2 separate regions of the Mus musculus genome follow, and region 1 is linked to region 2. Evidence: chromatin contacts called from public Hi-C data. All regions are on one chromosome and are shown on one strand. The core of a region is the stretch at or near the end of the contact, and the rest is flanking DNA. Distances in the headings are between cores, read along the strand shown.

The links. A called contact is a pair of places that touch in the nucleus more often than the background predicts.
Region 1: a contact with region 2 is called in a Hi-C map of epidermal suprabasal cells, with 2.3 times the contacts expected there. The contact joins two enhancer-like sites. A contact is called at or near these places in 1 of 39 promoter capture datasets (neutrophils), 4 of 484 Hi-C or Micro-C datasets (bone marrow-derived macrophages, embryonic stem cells and epidermal suprabasal cells) and 10 of 115 datasets of contacts at active chromatin or transcription factors (CD8 T cells, embryonic stem cells, epiblast stem cells and 3 more).

What each region holds. Positions count from the first base shown.
Region 1 is chr9:42,186,048-42,192,425 of GRCm38.p6, reverse strand. 4930546K05Rik (RIKEN cDNA 4930546K05 gene) reads left to right here. Exons shown (of 7, transcript NR_040754.1): 6 at 6,091-6,300. Gm36390 (a long non-coding RNA gene) reads right to left here and starts at 531. Exons shown (of 3, transcript XR_870672.2): 1 at 409-531. Within about 2 kb of position 4,810, at least 75 of the 459 cell types and tissues checked have an H3K27ac peak or open chromatin away from gene starts, as enhancers often do. A contact at or near this core is called in epidermal suprabasal cells, where this site is marked.
Region 2 is chr9:42,097,105-42,103,336 of GRCm38.p6, reverse strand. It overlaps Sorl1 (sortilin-related receptor, LDLR class A repeats-containing), which reads left to right. Exons shown (of 48, transcript NM_011436.4): 3 at 4,067-4,192. Among named protein-coding and RNA genes, the nearest start is that of Sorl1, 24 kb to the left of the region's middle. Within about 2 kb of position 2,561, at least 36 of the 459 cell types and tissues checked have an H3K27ac peak or open chromatin away from gene starts, as enhancers often do. A contact at or near this core is called in epidermal suprabasal cells, where this site is marked.

The sequences.
Region 1 (6,378 bases), core at 3,561-6,060, 87 kb before region 2:
GGTAGTGATGCCTAATGCAGAGCACACGACCTCTGTCTTTGATTTCACTTGCCTGTAAAAGTGGAGCCCCAAGGTTGACATCAGGAATCTTCCCCAATTACACTTCCACAATATTCATCCAGGCTCACTAGAACCCAGAGTTTGCTGAACTGGCTAGTCTAACTAGCCCTTCGCTCCTGGGATTTATTGTGTCCTTCCACCTTCGAATGCTGGCTTGCTGCTGAACCCAACTAGCGTTTACATGGATTGTGGGTATTCAAACTCCAGTCTTCATGCTTGCATTCGAGCCCTCAATTCTCTGAGCCAACTCCTCTATTTATCTTTTAAGAGCGAAGAAACGAAGCATGTTTGACTTCCCGTAAGAAATAAACTTTTCCTTTTTTGTGTCCTTTGTGAAGTCTTACATACTCTTAGGCTGGTCTTTGCTTCTCCTGTGTTTATCTAGAGATCTTCTGTCAGAGGAATTCTCCAGTTCTCATGGGGAAAGCACAGGCCCATCCCTGTAGCCATGGTGGAAGGTAGAGGGTAGTCCTATGGTTTAGAACAGAGACAGAGAAGATTATTAAATTCAGGGAAAACTTCCTTAAAAAAAAAATCTCCCTTTTGAGCAGAGCATGTAAATTGCTTGGTAGGATGCTGGCCTAGCAGACAGGAGGCTCTGGGTTTGATCCCTAGAACTAAGTTTATATAGTTCTGGTTTACTTTATAGCACGGTGATCCTGGCACTAAGGAAGTGACCGCAGGGTGATCACAAGTACAAGACGTTCAATTACAGTGTCCAAACTCTTTCTGTGTCTCTGTCTCTCTCTGTGTCTCTGTCTCTCTCTCTCCCTCCTTCTCTCTCTCCCTAACCCTCTCCCTGTCCCCATCCTCTACCACTGCCGTTTTCTCCTCTTCCTTCCACCCTGGCAGAAACAGTCACCGTGTGTCCCTCTTTTCCTCTCCCTATATGTAGGTGTCAGTTCCCTCTGGCCTGCCTTTATCTTCTCTCCTTCCTTCTTCTCCATATATCCTGATCATTCCAAGTTCTCACTCATGCAACAGCTTGTCCCTGGCCTTCCAGACCCTGCTTGGGCACCTCACTTCCTCCTCAATGCAAACTAAAGAAGCCCTAGGATGGAGCTGGGCTTTGGAGCTTGGGGTCACCATGGGTGGATACTTCAAGAGGATTCGTGTGAGAGGAAATCTCACTCAAGCAATCATCTAAAAGTCATTACTTTATGAGGACACGGTTCTGTAGCTCAGAGAAATGTGGCTCCCTAAAGGACAGTCCTTTGTCATGCTGAATGCTTTGAACTGCAGGTGTAAGAAAGGCCTCAAATCAGCTTCTTTCTGATCTTCCTCCTGCTCCCTTTTCCTCCACAAGGCAACCATCCTCTCTAGAACACCTCTTCCTTCCAGTAGGCCACAGAGACTGTGTTGCAGTAAATCTCCAACCCAAATATGTCCCAGCAATGAAAACACAACTCAATTAATATGAATACATGCTGTGTGCCTAGATTGGGGAGATCTGCCGCTACACTACCATCTACTTCATCTATGAGACCCCTTAGAACTTGCAGTTTTTCCAGGCCATGTGCTTCTGCTCCTCTTTTCTTCTTCCTCCTCCTCTGTGTCCTCTCCCTCTTCCATTTTCTCCTTCTTCTCTCTCCTCACCTTCCACTCCACCTTCTCTTTTATATGCCCAATCATCAGCTCTCCTCTATTTTACAGATTAAGGTGGGGAGCAGTTTTACAGGAAATCACCTGAGTACTGACTCATTACTTGTTCACAGCCACTCACAGGAGAACGGAATTAACATCAGATATAATTAGCCTCAGGCTATCCACAACAAGACTGTAGAAACTGGACCCCCCCACACACACTCTTTCCCAAAGCCCCAAACCTAGAAATATAATTCTAATCTTCCCTTCACCTTCTGGGCAAGAGATGATCATAAAGAAGTGGTTTTACCTTTCTTATAGACTATGAAACCTTGATTTTAGAAAGAGTCCTTTCTTAGCCAGAGCTTTTGAGAATGCTGCAAAGGAAACAGAAAGAACTGGACAGGCATGCCCTGCTGGGCTCCCCTTCCTACAGTCTAGGAACTGTAGCATAATCCATACCTTTTCCACACAATGGCATTTTGACATGACTGCTTATTCTTTATCAAACCTAAGCATAAAAATTGAGGATTGTTTTCATTTATTGTAATGTATATACCCTAGTAGGTAGACTATACTCTAATGGATGACCACACGCACATGACTACGTGGGCAGCACAAATTGGAATTAATTAATTATTGGGGAGAGAGAGAAAGAGAGAGAGGGAGAGAAAAAGAGAGAGAGAGAGAGAGAAAGAGAAAGTTGGAAGAATGTGGAGGTGAGGGGTAGATCTTGGAGGAATTAAAGAGCATGTGTGCATGTATGAGGTTCTCAAAAAAATTTTTTAAAGTATATATGTATGTAAATATATATGAAGTTGGCATTTCTCTGGGTCTTTACTTGTTTTGAGTCTCACACCTCCCAGATAAGCTTCAGACTTGCTAAGGAGCTGTAAATGACCTTGAACATCTGCTTCTCCTGCTTCTCTTCCTAGTGTTGGGATTTCAGATCTGCACCACCACACCTGATTATGTAGTTTTGGCGATCAAATCCAGGGTCTTTTGCCTGCTAAGTGTTCTAGTTTCATTTTGTTGCTGTGACAAATAACTTGACCAAAAGCAACTTCAGGGAGGAAAGAGTTTATTTTAGCTTGTAGTTCAGAGTCCATCACTGAGTGAAAAAAAAAAAAAGAAAGAAAAAAAGAAAGAAAGAAAGCAGGAATTCAAGGCAAGCTTGCTATCCCACAGAGCCTTGCCTCTGGAGCTCATTCGCCGATGAGGAAGCAGAGCATGAACCATGAGCAAATACTGCTTGCTGGCTAACTTAAAAACCTGTGCTAGCTAGCGGTCTTATACAGCTCAGGACCAATTAACCAGGAACTAGTTCTACCCACAGCAGGGCCCTCTTACAACCGTGAACAGCCAAGATACTCCTCCGTAGACATGCCCACAGGTTAGTCTCATGTAGGCAGTTTCTCTCTCAGATGACTGTAGCTGTGAAGTCGGAAGTCTAAGTAAGCTAAAATACTAGGCAAGTACTCTATCCACTGAGCTCCATCCCCAGTCGGAATCTTCACTTTTGAAATCTCCCATGTCACATAAAACATTAGTCAACATCTTACACTTTCTCGTTAATGCATCTTTGGTTATTGGAGTGTCAATTATGACCCTGATGACAAGGAGGAAAGATACTCCACCTTCTACCTCTACCTGTGATTGATTGATTGATGTCATTCATGAGAATGGCATACTTTTAGATCACAGAGGGTTACTGTATGCCACTCAGTATAGACACCCTAGAGCAGACTCAGAGCACCAGTACAAGTTCTGGAAAACACAAGACCATCACCGTCGCTATGCAGTAGGAGAGGCCATCTATCTCTAGGCACTACTTCCTTTCAGGATAATCGCTGCCTTACTGCCTTGGGCTCACCACACATTGGCGTTCATTGAACGCCAACTCTGTGCAGGATGTGGTTAAGGCCTTGAGAAGCTGCCTATGGTATCTAAAAAAGGGTGGATTTGCTGAGCTACACCCTGGAATGGCAAAATGTCATAGCCCACAGCTCTGGAATCCTGGTTGGAGTTCAGAGCTTGAATCTGCAGTGCAATTACAGAGGATATGAAAACTGTCAAAGGTTGGATTAAGCCTAAGAGTGGCAGTCCTTGATGACCCAACTCCAGGGCCAACAGATCCTTTACAGTTAGAACCCAGGTCTAGCTCAATCACCAGGACCTTGAATGAGAATACCTTGTTCCCCAATGAGAAATCAGAGCTCTCCACATTGACTCTAGACTTTAAATCTAAACAATATTCCCCCCAGCTCCTTACTGCTTATCCACTAGTCTAAACCCATCCACCTTCCAGAGAAAGCAGCTGGTGCTACTGTAGAGGCACCTCCTAGGAGTCATCTGTGCCCACTGGGATCTAGTCCCCCTGCCCCTCATCCCCCAGACTAACTTCCTTGTCACTTCAACCTATCCCAATGTCATAACCAAACATTCCACCTGCATCATTTACTGCACACCCGGAAGGACTTGTGGAGTAGGCAGAAGGAGATGTAGATCAGTCTCCTGACTAGTATTGCCCTACTACATGCTTCTCTGTATTATTACCACTTCAGAGTCCCATCCATGCAGGGACCCCTGTCAGCAGCTGAGCCCTTTCAAGTCAGAGAGAAAGCTCAGTCCTCCCATGACTTAGCATCAGGCCACCAGAGCACAGAACATTTGGTGTGTCCCTTATATAAACTCTGGAAGGGCTGAGCTTCCTAGTTTCTGAACGCAGTCATGTTTACTTATGCTGTTGTCTTGGTAGAGTTCCCAGACATGACGGGGCCTGAAGGGAGCTTATTATAGACTCCAGACAAACTGGCTCTGTGGGTCTGATATGCGAGGCCTAACCTGTTTCTTAGTAATTCTGAGGCAGCAGGTACATATGCTACCATTCAGAAACAATCAGTGTACAATGTGACTGTGGATAAGTTAACATCCTCCCTGAATTCTCAGTGGTGACTGTCATTTTGGCTTGTCTGAGTTGGCCTGAGATCCATATGAATCCAATGATCATGGCCAAGACACTATTTTTCCAAGTGACTAGTTCTGTGCGCCTTGAATTCAGCCTCTGGATCTGAAGAGTGCAGAGAGCAGAGCAGAGGCACCTAGTGTGGAACCGCAGCCATGCATGAGGAGACGCTACAATGAGCTGGCTTGCCCAAATGGTGCTCACCAGCCTTGTAAACTCAGGGTGGGTGCTGGGGGTTTGTGGAGAAGGCCTTGTGCATGCTAAACACACACTCCAGCCCTGGGCTGCATTCCCAGACTGGCTTCTATTTTGAATCTTGGCCATCTGTTTCCTCCCAGGACCCTGCTCTCTCATATGGCTTCCTCTACAGGTTAAAACATATAGTTCCCAAATACCAGGCACATGCCAAGTATCTCATGAAATTTTCTGTGGTGTCTCTCTCTCTCTCTCTCTTTTTTAATTGCATTTTTACTTTGTGTGTGTGTGTTTGTGTATGTGTGCATTCATACCACAGTGCTCTTGTAGAAGTCTGAGAACAAAACTCCAGAGCCCATTCTCTTCTTCCACCACATGGGACCTGGGAATTTAACTAGGACTATCATTCTTGGATGCAAGTCCCTTTATTTTCTGAGCTGTCTTATTGGCTATCTTTTGTGTGTGTGTGTGTGTGTGTGTGTGTGTGTGTGCTTCACAAGTACAACTAAGACAAAGACTCCAATCAGAAGACAAATAGAGCAGTCACTGCCATCAAACCATTCATCAATTCCAAACTTGGATTCTGAAAGTGTCTTCCTGCAGATCTCGTTGGATCTAATTTTATATATATATATATATATATATATATATCACCAAGAGAAGGGACATACACTCCATGGCTGCCAGCAGGGAGTGACCACAGGCACTTTCATGCACTCACACAATGGAAAATCATGATGCCCTAAACTAGAATGAGAACAGTTTTTATGCTTTAGTTTGGAAAATGTTTTATTGAAATAATGGTAATTGAAAAAGTAAAATCAAAATATACTGTCAATGACAAAGCATATGTATTTGTTTATATCAAATCTTCTCTTCATTTTTGGAAGACTGATTTAAAATAACATTTGCCTCTGAGATGGACTAACTCACTGGGGAAGAGGAAAGATTTACAGATAGTCTTTTAAGCTGAATTTAATGAATAACCTATTCAAACCATTAGATGGAAAATACAAACTGGGGGCAGTGGCTCACATCTGTGATAGACTGGGGGAGCAGGAGTTATTACCTTGGGCTGCACAAGGCCCTATTTCAGAAAATAAAAGTTAAAAGAAGGAAGACAAAAAGAAAATATTACATTCATGAACAACTCAAGGGTTTAGACAGACTGAGGGAAAACTTGGTAGTCTGAACAAAGCTAAACTCAAACTTATTTTTTATTCGTTTAGTTATCTTTTATTAACAGATTTCTCTCTCTGGTCATAACTCACTCACCCTATTTTTAGGTATGGTCTGAATTGCAAGGACACACATCAGTTGCACAGCTGGAGCAAACAGCTGGGAAGCCTGTCTGGGGAGACATCTGCCTGAGGTGGCTGGTGAGCCAAGAATGAGGAGTGGTCACACTTTGCAGCCCAGGCACCTCCTGAGAATGACAGCCCTCCAGTCAGATCTATCCTGAGAGGAACCTAGTGCCTGCCACAGTCCCTTGCAATGTAAGTTGATGAAGTTGATTTCACAGTCCCTGATCCCTGTAGCCACACTTTGTAACTGTCTTCTCTCCTTTGGCTTGT
Region 2 (6,232 bases), core at 1,312-3,811:
TCAAGCCTAACCTGGGCTACAGAATGAGTTCCTATTCAAAAAACAAATACAGTACCTCCCATTCCCAATAACAAACAATCAACCAACTACCAGCAGGCATAAGGGAGTACTCAGGTGCAATGTCATTGATCAAAATGCTACCTAGGGACACTATCCACCAGAGGGTCAGAATCAACCAAGATGCTATGAATAGTCAGACTCATTCTTCTTGTCCGTGGACCAGTGTGATATGATGATTGGTTTCTTCCTGGACCAACTGGGTGGCAGAACTCCCATCCTTGCTAATGGAACATAGAGCATCTGAAATCAGAATGCTTGGGCTGGAGTCCTGGCTCTGCCATTTATGATCTGACTTTGAGCCAAGCAATTTACATTATCCTCGTCTTACAGTTTTTGTTGTTGTTACTATGACAAAATACTTGAGACAATCTGTTTATAAGGAGAAAAGTTTATTTTGACTGACAGCTTTAGGGGTTCTAGTTCATGATCGTTGATCCCACTGTATTCAGTTCTCTGTGTGTACAGCCTAGTGCTACAGCTCAGTGTACGTAAAACAATTGCTTGGGGTGTCCAAGGTTGTGGGGTTGCTTTTCAGTACTGCAAAAACAAACAGCTCCCCTACTCCCAAGGGTTGGTGCCCTTGCTGGTTAGCTTTTTTTTTTTTTTTTTTTTTTCCTAAACTTGACACAAGCTAGAGTCATTTGGCAAGAGGGAACCTCAATTGAGAAGAAAATACCATTGGATCGGCCTGTAGGTTCCTCTGTGGGGCATTTTCTTGTTGAATAATTGATGTGGAAGAGCCCAGAACACTGTGAGTAGAGCCACCCTGGGCTAGGGAATCTGGATTGTATGAAAGGCATGCTGAGGGAGCCACGGGGAGCAAGCTAGGAAGCAGCATCCTCCATGGCCTCTGCGTCAGCTCCTGCCTCCAGGTTCTTGCTTTGAATTCCCGCTTTGGCTTGTCCGGACGGTGAGCTGTAACCTCTAGGTCAACCAGGCCCATTTTTCCCTAAGAAGAGCCCTGAGAAGGCTCTGTGTCTGCCCAAGAGAAGGTAAGAAGTTACAAGGATAGGCTAAAAATAGCTTGTTTGAATTGTTCCACCCGGACAAGGCAAGGCAGGTTGATGAGTGGCCCGGGATTGGCTTCAGGGCTAGGGTTGGTTCTTGTCAACTTCCTCTTAACCTCTATTAAGTGTAAGACTCTGGAGACAGTCCAGTTTGTTTGCAGGTGTCTTGAGGCAGATGTTTTTCCTCCATATGCCCCATGGCAGCCCCGTTGTTGATAATCTCAGGAAGTCTATGTGTTCTGCCTGCCTAGGTCTCTTCTCCCTTCTAGCTAGACTTCCTGACATTAGTATGGAGAAGGGGACCATCACCATGAGGGTAACTTGCAGAGAGAAAAGACTAGCAAGCAGGCTCGGAACCTCTAGAGACTGGCAAAGCCATGCCAGTTACTGCCAGCGTGACCCTGGGCTAGTCCTTTGCAGCTGTGGTGCTTAGATTTTATTATCTCAAAATGAAACAGTAACAGCAGATCGTCTGTGTGTCCGTGAATCGTCTGTGTGTCTGTGAGCTCTACCTCCGTGATTCTGCCACTTGTGAGCAGAAAAATGTGAGGGCAGAAGGTTATATCCGTTCTGAATACAGAGAGAGTCCTCCCCCTCCCTTGTCACTGTTAAAACAATGCAGTACAAACAATAAGTATCCATTCATGTATTATAAGATATATATTATCTGAATTATGGTAAGCTGTTTAGCGATGGTTTCAAGTATGTGGGAGAATCTGCGTAGGTTCTATGCTATTTTGTGTCAGAGACTTGTGTGTCACCAGATTTTAGTATCCATGGGGACTCTGGAACCAATCCACGGCAGATACCGAGAGCCATCTTCTCCATGACTCACCAATTAATCCGGTTCACTCTCCTTGTTCATTGATTCTGCACATTCATTTACTCATTCTTTGGTTTATAGGCATATTTGTTCATTACCTAAGTCTTTGTTGACTAAGCTGTGTACACCAGCTACCCCGAAGCTACACGGAGGCAGAGGCCAAATGTGTGGGAGGGAATATTACACACTGAAAAAAACCCCTGCTTTGATGTAAACACAGGACCCCATTTGCGCCTCTCACAGTGAATTATCACCTCACAGGATATTGGAGTCTGAAGGGGTCTTGCTCAGTTTCCTATTTAAGAAGCCATAAGTTTGCGTGGTATAGCTTCCCAACCTTTCATGCTCATTTTTGGCAAGCAGAATGCAAGAAGGTCCCACCTGGTCTCTTGATGATAACTCAGGTTATCTGTGAACTATCATCTACCTGCTAGCTGGCCCTGTGCCAGCACCGTCCTGCGAACACCCACGTAGAGGCAGAGACACCCTGCCTCCTTTCACCTTGCCACGTATTTATTAAACGGTAATGACCCCTTGTTTCCTGCGTCCAGCCTCGGGTCCTTAAATATATGTTCATGGCTTCATTAACAAGCAAGCATTCACGTGTTTACAGGCCCATCCTTGTCTGATGACCCTGTCTTTTGTGTCTCCCTGTGTCTGGCACCCAGCACTGGACTTGGCTCCTGTTAAACTCTCAAGGCTCATTTGTAGTTGAATCAAATGGGTGGGGATGACACTATAGTTTCTGGCTTGAGTCCAGCCAGTCTCTCCTTGGAAATTGCCTGCTGTTTTCCTTTCATGCCTCCCTCAATTACCTTTCCCATAAGTAATTGAAAAAAAAAATAACACTGTGATATTCATCTGTCAGGTTTGTTTTTCATCCCTTGATTATATTAGTATTTCATAGCTCACAGACAGTAAAGTCTAGGTTACAGATACCCCACAGCAGCCTGGGTGAGGCTCTCTCTCTCCTGGTTCTTTTTTTATGTTTTTCTTTTAGATTTATTTTTATTATTTATTTATGTATATGCCTATGTACGTGCAGGTACTAGAGGAGGCCAGAAGAGGACGTTAGATCCCTGGAGTCAGAGTTGCAAGTGCTTGGTTGTGAGCTTTCTGATGTGGGTGCTGGGAACGGAACGCCATTCCTTTGGAAGAGCAGCAAGTGCTCTTGGCCACTGTGCCATCTCTTCAGCCCCCGCCCTGTTGACTTCCTCTGCTGTTACCTGGGCAAGTCCCCGATCTCACAAACCTTATGGTGTTCTCTGGGCCATGACTTTGCAATTGCGCTCTCCAGGTAGGGTTGCTGTGCCGCTGACCCAAGCTCATCCCTGTGATGGGATCAGCATTGTCTCTGTGCACAGTGTGTAAATGACAGTTGTTCTGATGCTGTGTCTCTGTGGTTACTGTATTATTAGAAGCCAGGAGGCAGTGGAAAAGCAAGTCATTGGCAGTGTCCAGGATCTTGCTGCTTCTGCTGCTATGGTCTCCCATGCTACAAAGTTACAAAACACTGATGGGTGCTGATACGGATGGTGCATATGTGTATACGCTTGTGCTAGGGGGTATGCATTCTAGACAACGCTGTATCTCTGTGCCTCCCCCTCCAGCCCGCTGGCATTGTAACCTCTGTGCATGTTTTATCACTCAGCACCTCCTCCCTCTCCACTCATGGAGGCCGTTGATGGGTTTCTGTCTTCAGGAATGCCAACTTCCTGGCTGAAGGAGGAAGAATTCAATTGTCCTGATTACCTGTTGGGGACATGTCAACAGATGCAAAAGCAAATTTCTGAGACAGAGTGCATTCTGTCTACATCTGGACTGGAACACGTCACCTGGCAGGAGGAGGATGTCCTATTGACAGTGTTTGCCAACTGATCCTGGGACCTCTGTAGTGAGAGAACTGCGTGGTCCAGGAGCAGGCGTGGCTGTAGTGTTCTCATGCTTTCTATTGCCCGGCCCATCCTATCTTTGAGGACAGTTACAGAAGTCACATGCTTCTCCTTTGTAGGTCATGTGATGCTCATCAGAAGTTCGTGATATCAGGGCCTCCCCAGGGGACCATGCTCTTTCAGGATCAGGAGTAGAAGTGAGCAAGCATGTGGACATCAGTTAGAGGCTGCTCTGTTTAGCACTTCTCTGACTCGTGTTTTTTCTCTCCTTCGGTGTGTTCCAGGTGTATGTGTCTTACGACTATGGAAAATCATTCAGTAAGATTTCAGAGAAGCTGAACTTTGGCGTGGGCAACAACAGCGAAGCTGTGATCTCCCAGTTCTACCACAGCCCTGCTGACAACAAGAGGGTAAGGAGGCTCTGTTTTCGGAGCTGTGCATTCTGGGAAGATGGCTGCACTGAAGGGGACTGGGCCACGGAGCCCTTTACTGTCTTTGCAGCACAGATGGGTCACCAGCTACTGGTTTTCAGTCTGCTCTTGGGAGTTGGTGACAGAATACATTTCTCAAGGTGGATCTTTGCATAATCCGAGTGAGTACTTGGTCAGGCAGGATTTCTGGACAAACAAGGGCAGGTTCAACCACAGAAAGTCTGCCAACCAATAAATTGCCTGACTCACTGGTGGCTGGAGCGTTTCCTAGGTACACAGGGCGAATATGGGGCCTCCAAGAGTGGATGCTGAACTGTTTCTTTTGTTGGCTTTATCAACATGTGTCTGTCTCTCTCTCTCTCTCTCTCTCTCTCTCTCTCTCTCTGTGTGTTTGTGTTTTTTCTTTTCCCTCCTTGGAAACTTATATAGATACAGAAAAGAAACTCTAAGAAACAGGTATGGCTGTGTCCACACCTCATACCTTCCCCATTTAGCACGCTCAGTTACCTTCCTATTTTGGTCAGTAGCCCCAGGCATGCACTGGGAGAAAGCATTGACCTTACTCTGGGCCACAGGCAGATGGAGCTGGCAGAGTGTGAAGGGAACCTGACAGCCTACTAGGCTTTCCTGCTACTTGGTAACTCTTTGCTCTGGGAGTTATATTAGACCCCAGGTTTCTAGAGGTAGAGATTTCATGGCTTCTAGGAAATGTCCCAGGGTAGAAAACAACCTCCGCAGTAAAAGCTTCCTGAGGTGAAGGGAGCGGCTAGCTTCTGCCTGTCCAGAAGGACCCGCTGGGCCAAGGCCACAGAGTCCTTCCAAGGCCTCCATGTTGGTTTCTCAGGTTGCCTTGGGTCTTTTAGCAAAGGCTGCATTAAAAAGATTTAACAAGTCATGTGGTTGGTTGTCTGACCAATCAGAACAGACCTTCTCAGGAGGGAGCTGGGTCTGGGAGGGTCCTTTTAGTTGCTGGATTTGTGAAGATGTCCTGTCATTCTCCCCCTCCCAGTCCTCCCCGCTTCCTCCTCCCCACTTCCTGGGGGCCTGGCCAGCCCTGCTTTAGGAGGAAGTGCTTAAGATGTTTCCAGGCAGTGACTCCTTACCGGCACCGGTGTTACTGGTACCTGCTGGATAAATCAACAGTCCTGCCTGGTGACCTCAGGGTAATGGGCAGTTAGCTGTACACTTCCCAAGGGGAAAGCAAGGAGAAATTGGAGGAACTGACTCTGGTCTTCACTTCACCTCCCGCCCCTACCTTATGATGAGTCAGGCTGGTCTTGAGGGCCCTAGAGGTGGGGAGTGGCCACCTTATTATGGGATTGTAAGAGGTGAGATGCTGTATCCGGGATGCTAAGGGCCTGGCTGCTGCTTCTGGATGGTTCTCTGATTGTTACCAGAGTGTGCTTTCGTAATGATGATTGTCACTGCTAGGTCTCCACCCCAGCTCACAGCTTGGGCTAAAGTCCTGGCCCTGAAGCCTCCTTCCCCACACCCTGGACTCTCCCCTGCTTTAGTACCAGTATACCCTCTCCAGTTTAGGGTCCAAATGTAGGCAAGGTGACCTTCCTCCCCGTTTCTAATTAGACCACAGCTTGTAGACCACAAAGCTGAAGACAGGAAGGATGCTTTGTGTGCCCGTGAACTTCCTTAGAGCAGACAGAAGACCTGAGCTTTTGGAGCATCTGGTCTGCAGAAGGTGTAGAGCATCTGACATGATGGGCTAAGAGGGGAGCAGGGATACCTGAATGGTCACCATAAAGAGACTTTGGCATTGCACAGAGAGGTGGGGACAGTGTGTTTATAGCTCAGGTGCATGGTGCGCACCTACTTCCCCAGACAAAGCCGTCACACTCCCCAGATATCTCCGGAAGGACGTGATGACATTTACTGTACTGGTGGGGCTTCTTTTACCTTTGTCCCCTGCAAGGCAGATACTGCCCCCACCAGACACTTAAACCACTTCCTGAGAAAAGCCACACAGGGCTGGGTGCCTTGGTGTTAAGAGTACAGTGCTGGGCC